Regions from separate parts of the Hordeum vulgare genome. Here region 1 is linked to region 2. A link is a contact called in public Hi-C data. All regions are on one chromosome and are shown on one strand. Each heading gives the region's core, a stretch centred on a gene start, on an enhancer-like site or on the middle of the called end of the contact. The rest is flanking DNA. Distances are from core to core; before and after follow the strand shown.

What was found. Hi-C and Micro-C count contacts between places; a contact is called where the count stands out from the background.
Region 1: a contact with region 2 is called in a Hi-C map of leaf, with 5 times the contacts expected there. The contact joins the promoter of LOC123447924 here to the enhancer-like site in region 2. A contact is called at or near these places in 2 of 6 Hi-C or Micro-C datasets (leaf and seedling).

The regions. Positions count from the first base shown.
Region 1 is chr4H:72,982,223-72,985,881 of MorexV3_pseudomolecules_assembly, forward strand. LOC123447924 (probable receptor-like serine/threonine-protein kinase At5g57670) reads left to right here and starts at 1,399. Exons shown (of 12, transcript XM_045124651.1): 1 at 1,399-1,857; 2 at 2,060-2,157; 3 at 2,657-2,778; 4 at 2,879-3,015; 5 at 3,105-3,408; 6 at 3,496-3,659. The coding sequence starts at 1,635.
Region 2 is chr4H:72,889,540-72,892,871 of MorexV3_pseudomolecules_assembly, forward strand. No RefSeq gene overlaps it. Among protein-coding and RNA genes, the nearest start is that of LOC123447924, 92 kb to the right of the region's middle. Within about 2 kb of position 1,517, at least 3 of the 3 cell types and tissues checked have open chromatin away from gene starts, as enhancers often do. A contact at or near this core is called in leaf and seedling, where this site is marked.

The DNA of each region.
Region 1 (3,659 bases), core at 149-2,648, 93 kb after region 2:
AACATTTCTAGTGCTTGAAATTTGCCGGAACGGAAATGAATCAACATTCAGGCAAAACATCGGCCAGTCAGAGGTTTCAATTTCATTTTTATTTTCATTGTCATTTTCATTTTCATTTATTCACATGTTCAAACCATTCTAAAAGACAACCCGAACTACCATCGTTTAAAATTACATTCTATTCTAATACTAGTTAAATCAAGTGTGGAATAGATTTTTCTACCAACTATATTTTTAACTAATTGAGTAAATTAGAAACTAGAAACTAACAGGATCAACTATAAACTAGAAACTAGAAACTAGAAAGTACTACTACATCTACATCTACTACTACATATACTATACTTAAAACCAGAAATTAGAAACTGAAAATTCCTATACCTAAAACATTACTTAATTAGGAGAGAGGAGGTGGGAGGAGTGGGGAGTGAAGAGGAGGAGGAGGAGGGAGGAGGGCAACAGGAGGAGGGAGAGAGGATGACAACATAAGGAAGGAAGAGAGAAGAAGAAGAGAGAGGAGGGCGGTCGAAGGAGGAGGGAGGAGGGAGGAGGCTGGTCATAGGAGGAGGGGAGGAGGGAGGAGGGGAGGACGGCTGCGGGAGGAAGGAGGAGGTATGAGAGAGGAGGGCGATGAGAGGAGGAGGGAGGGAGATACCTCGGGAGTGACGGTGGCAGCGGTAGGACGGTGGAGGTGGTGGGTGAGGGCGACGACAGTGGCGGCGGGGTGTGGCAAGAGCGTGAGAGGGGGAGTGAGAGAGACAGGAAACGAGCACGGGGAAGGGGGTGTGGATAAGGTGACACTAGTAGTAGCGCCGGTTGTCGCACCGCACTATTGCGAAGCACTATAACAGTAGCGCGTGTCTGTGGCCCATCGCTACTGCTACGGGCAGTCCCGATGGGTGACGATGTGACCCCTTAGCAGTAGCGTCGTCTCCGGTACCCGCACTGCTAGTATATAACTACCTGCAGCGCCTCTTCTTACACCGAGCTACCCCTAAGTAGCAGTAGTGTCCTCAGCAAAAGCACGCTACTCATAAGCCTCTTCGTATAAGGTTTTCTCTAGTAATATTAATTCTTGCCTTATCAGTTACAACGGCACGTCTACGACTTATTCTGCGGCGGTAGTGATTGTTCGTTGGTGTTTGAATCTCGGTCTAACTTTTATTATGTTTGGGATGCTTTTTTAATATATAATAGTAGATCTAATGCTTTAAAAAAACTAAAATTACAATTTTTGTGTCAGTTCATAGCAGACACCATAAACTGGCATTGATTTACAACAAACAGTTACAAATCACTTCCCCCAAAACGGTTATAAAGCGCTAACTTTTCGAGGAATAAGTTAGCAAACCAATTAAGCATGTCTCTCAGCGCCGTTAAGATTGTCTTGTACTTAACCGCGTCCCAGCAAACAAAAAAAGAGTACAAAGCCGCATAAAACGCAGGCCCCCTCCCCTCGGATCGTCGTCCTCCCCACACTCCCCCACGCCCCCCGATACAACACAACGCTCCTCTCTCCGCGCTCCGCTCCCCCCCATCTCTCTCTGTCCTCCGCGGCAAGTCAAGTGGAACGTGAACCAAAAGGCAGCGGAGGGAGAGCGCCGGAGGCGGAAGGCAACGTGACGCCGCCCGCCATGAGGCTCCTCGTCCCCGACGGCGCGCGGCAGCACCCGGAGGCCGCGGCCGCGACGACGCCGCGCCGGCACCGCCCGTCGCCCGAGGACGCGGCGGGGGGCAGCGGGAGGACGGTGGCGGTCGGGATCAGGTGGGATGCCGCCAGCCGCGAGCTCCTCACCTGGGCGCTCGTCAAGGTCGCCAATGCCGGCGACCGCGTCGTCGCCCTCCACGTCGCCGCCGGTGCGTCCCCCCTTCTCCACTCCACGACCCGGCGCCCGACGGTCACCCGTCTCTCCGATTTTCTCGCCCTCGGTTTATACCAAACCAAGTTCCGCGTTGCAGATTCTGTTCCTAGGACCAATTCGTGTTCCGCGCTTTCGAAAATTTTCCTTCGGTTTTGTTATGAGATTAACATCCTCTTTTTTCTGCCCTTTTTTTTCAGGAGGCGGAGGAGGGGCCGGACTGGAGGAGAGGAGGAAGGCCGCGGATTCGCTCGCGTCGGTGCTCGCCGTGTACGACGGCTTCTGCAACCTCAAGCAGGTCCGTCCGTCCGCTCGCCCCTGCTTCGCGAAACGCTCTCTATTTTTGCTACGAGTACTACTTTATTATTCGCGAGAGTGACTTGCGGACCTCTATTCAATGGCTGCGGTTCAAAGCACTTGCCTTTTTCGTCACGGAGAGCTCCCAATTTGACCCGTCATTAATTCATGGTCCATTCGATTTTAGCTCAAACTTAAAACTTCCCACCTCTTCCGTAGTACTAGTACTGTTTTGATGGTGACAATAGCTTACCAGGTGGTCCAACTTTTGTTGTTTCGTTATAAGTTTTGGCAGCTTGAAATTTTGACAACTCTTAGTTTTCACCTCCAACCATTAAAATTTACTGCCAATGTTTGTCGAGCTGCAAAAGGTTCAGGGGGCAGGACTTTGTAGCCCTTTGATCCTACCACCGGGAATTTGCCTCAAAATCAACTCTCTCTTTTAAAGTTTTTTCCCCTAAAAATTCTCATCACTTTGTTGGTCCACTTACATTTGGCAGATCAATTTGGAGCTCAAGGTCTGTGGGGGATCGTCTATCCGGAAAACTCTGGTTAAAGAAGCGGCTTCATGTGGTGCTGCGCATCTGATCCTCGGTGTCGCAAAGAATTCTCGGTCTTTTGGGTACTGAATTTGGCACATTCTCCGCTCCTTGTTGCTAAACTGGTCCAGATTAGTTTGTTCCTCATATTAGTGTCCTTGTTTCTTTCCAAATATATATCAGATCCTCCTCCACTTCAGTTGCCAAGTACTGTGCAAAGAGAGTTCCCACGAGTTGCTCGGTTCTTGCTGTCAACAATGGCAAGATTATTTACCAAAGAGCTGCGGCACACGAAGAACCATTCAATAGCACTAGCGCACGTAAGTCAATCAAACCATATTTCTTGCATTTGTTAGTTTCCTGGTCTCTGGTTGCCATGAGTATGTTTAACCCTGTAATTGGAATGCAGCCGAGACGCCAAGGAGGAGTTACCGCAAGCTTCTGACCTCCCTGATAGGAGAGAAAACTCACGACGAGTGTATAAAGGATAACAGGTCCATTTCTCGGGCTGTCACCATGCCAATGAGGTCTCATACATCGTCAAAGGAAGTTTCACTAGCATTGGTTCCAGTTAAGGTTTGCCGACGTGAATCGCCAGAAGTAGCAACTGGCTGGCCATTCCTAAGGAAGAAGTTGTTACCCAACCGACAGGATGGGTTGTCTGACAAGCCCAAGATGTCTGTGGTGCAGTGGGCAATGCGGCTTCCTAGCAGGTATTCAGCTGTTTCGCCAGTCCATCTTGAACACAGAACCACGAGACCGAACTCAACCAACAGTGTCAGTCGTATCTTGCGTGATAGGGTGGTTATCCCCTCGAGAAGCAATTCAGGAAGCTCTTCTGTTGTGATTGAGGAATTGGATACAGAAATTCCACAGGAGCTGATCTCACTCAAGGAAAAATTCTTATCCCTTTATTCTTCGTACAGTTACAATGAGCTTGCAGATATCACTTCTAACTTCTCAG
Region 2 (3,332 bases), core at 267-2,766:
AAAGATGCTCTAAGTACAACTCACACACAACACTGCTGGCCACACGCGGCCCAGTACAGCCCATGGGCTAAGCCGAACACACTCACGGTCGTCTCTCCCTACTTATCACTGATTTACGTTCTTCTCAAAACAAGTCACTGATTTACGTTTTTTGTTTTGTTTAAGAAAGGATTGACTTATAAGTGGAGGGGACAGACGTAATCTCAGCTGTGCATGGGCTGTAACTAGGAGCCCCGACACGCGGAATCTCCAGAGACGACACGTACGTTGCTCCGTGCGTGCTGCCTCTCAACCAGCGGTCACATGTACGTTAGCGGTGAGGTGGCCATGGCCATGGACCTTCGTCAGTCCACCGACCCCCGTCCGTAATGGCATCTCTTAGCTGTGGTGTTCCTTCGGTTCAGACGTTCACAGTCGTTGGATCACAAATCACGTATGAATGATGAACCCAAGCAATTAACTCCAAGCAAGGGAGAGAATGATTAGGATTAGAAGCTGGCTGGTTGGAGCCAGGGATCTCACCTCGTCTATCTATATACTACGTAAGTTGACCTGCTAATACAGCGGTGTCCTGAAACCAGTGGCATTATCCAATGCTAATTCTGTACCCGGCTAGCTCGTGCTTAGGAAAGGATGGTGGTGGATCATAAGTCTAATTAGTTGCACGGTCGATTCACCGTCCAGGTCCCTCAATCAAACGGAACAAGATGCTGCAGGGTGCAGCAGCAGGCTCTGTTGAGGTGTGAGCTGTGTCTGTCTCCTCCTGCCCCAGCCGAGATAGCAGAGAAACCTCGTGGCAATGGCCATGCACACGTGCGCGCGTGCTGCGCAGCTAACCAACGAATAATTAGCCTAATAAGCATCTCATTCTCACCTGTATATCCAGCTAGGTCAACGCATTCGGATTTCTGTGATCATGCGCGCGGTCAGTTGGAGATACTGCTACGTGCCAATATTGCATGGCCAGCTTGCCTCTGCATGGTTCCAAATGAAGGTGATGCTGATTTTGTATGTTGTATGAGATACCGAGTACTGATTTTGTACCAGCTGCCACGAAAGCAGGCGTGGCCTAGAGCAATATAATCCGACCGGCAGGGACCAGGGAGAAGTAGGGGTTCGAAAAATTGGTACGCCCGTACGTGTACATATGCATGTTACGGTTGATTTTTTTTTTTTTTGAGATACATGTTACGGTTGATTGATGGCATTGTCATCTGACCCACCGGGTGGATCAAACCTGATTAACAAAGGGTGCAAACTTGAGTAAAAGAAAAGTCGTAAGAGTACAATTAAGTAACCCATCGCCATCAGTATTCAAACTTGAACCTGTTAGTTATTAATTATCAATCTCCGTCGAGTCGCAGCCTTGAAAACGAACCAAAACCCGCACGTACGTCGGGATGAAAAACGTAGCCACGGACTAATCACGGCCGGGTTCACGCACGCTCACCGTCGCGATCACGGCCCCCCTCTAAGCTGCTATGATCACACGCGCGACGCGATCATAGCTCAAGTAAATTAATGGACGACGAAGTAAAATTTAATTAGACGATCGACAACGCCTCCTCGGAGCAGGGCACGGTCGCGTGGCCGCATGGAGCGAGCTCGCTCGTACGTGCGTGTATCCATAATCCATGGGATGGAGTGGACCGGCCGGCGAGCGACAGAGACAAGCTGACGACGACGAGGAGGTCCGGTCCAGCACGCGCGCGGACGGACGCAGAGAGAGAGAGAGAGAGGGAGAGCCAAGAGCCATTTAATGAGGTTGGCGCGGTGGGTCTGACGCCGGAGATGGCGACGGCTAGCGGCGCGTCACGTAGGGCCAGGGCCGGCCTACTGCCCCTTTCCGGGGCCTTGTCACTTAGGAGTACGTACGACGTTCCACGACCTTCAGACGTCGACCGTTCGGACGGAGTTCGTTGCTTGAAGGCCACACCCATTTCGTCTCTCGAGAGTTGCGTCGATCGGCTGCTCGACGATCACAAAAATAGGACACGGCTGCATTCTGGAAATGCCATGATACGCGTCGCTCTCCGATGCCGGTTGATTGATGCACTGACGTCGTAGCGGTAATAGTTAAGTCGGATTAGGTTCCGCTGTCTTTCTTCCAAAATCGTCCAAGTCCATCCACAATACAAAAATGCCGAGGAGCCGGCTCCTCCGTTACTTTCTAAGGCAGCTCTCGTGCATGAGGCGTGTGGGACAGTCGACTGGCGGGAAGCCTACGTCCAACTGCGCGCGCGAGGCTGTGCCGCCTAGACCCTAACCCTAGTCGGCCGCGGTCACGGGCTCACGGTGGTGCGTCCAGTGCCCGGCGGCAAGACGGGAGAGAGTTTCCCAGCTTGTAAATAAATGGAGATATAGAAACCAAATATATTTCTGCAGCCTTCTTTTCCAAATATAAAAACCAAGACGTGCCACCGGCTAGCAAAACGTACCACTATGTCCTACCTAGGCGGCTAGCCTTGCATGTTTTCTAAGCAAACGTATAAAAGGGGAAAGTTGGAAGTCTCTTGATCTTGTAACATACCTACTCTCTGCTAGTATCATTGCAGGTAAATTTATATAGGTTGCTAAACAAACCTTCTCAAACCTGACAAAACGTCAACGTATGAATCACTAAACATATATATACATGTTATATTTCATAGTGTAGACTTGGTTTTATACAATGCAACATGTTTTAAGATTATATGGGTGTGGCGAACCAACACGTGTGATTGGATGATTAGAGAAACAGTGCTATCCCAGCCCAATAGGGTTCAAGTCCTCGTGCTTACATTATTTCTGAAATTACTTCAGGATTTTCGTAGTACACATTCAATGGTAGGAGACGTTTCCGTCGACGACGGGACATCTAAGATGACTTCGTAAATTTCAAGATAATATATCGTCTCTGTTTGTTGGACGTGCTCATAGTGATAGGGTGTGCCTATCTGCATTAATAGGGATGAATGTATGTGCGTTTATATGAACATTTGTGTGTGAGTCTAAAACTACTATGAAAGTGCAATAGAGTCGGACACAAAATGCTAGCAAGGGCATCTTCAACGGCGACCCAAAAATTCCCTCACGTATCGGTCCGCAAACCAGGGGGAGGGGCGCGGGAACAGTTTGCAGACGTTGATGTGGGAGCCGGTCCTCCAACACTGTCGGCATAAATTTCAAACATTTTTTCAACAAACTGGATGAATTTCATGCAAACACAATGAATTTCATATAAACCGGAAGAAATTCATTGCATTTTGGGCATATTTTAACTAACATAGATAAAATTATGTGCACGTCTGGCCACGCAGAGCTCCATTCTCGCGGCACGGATACACTAGACT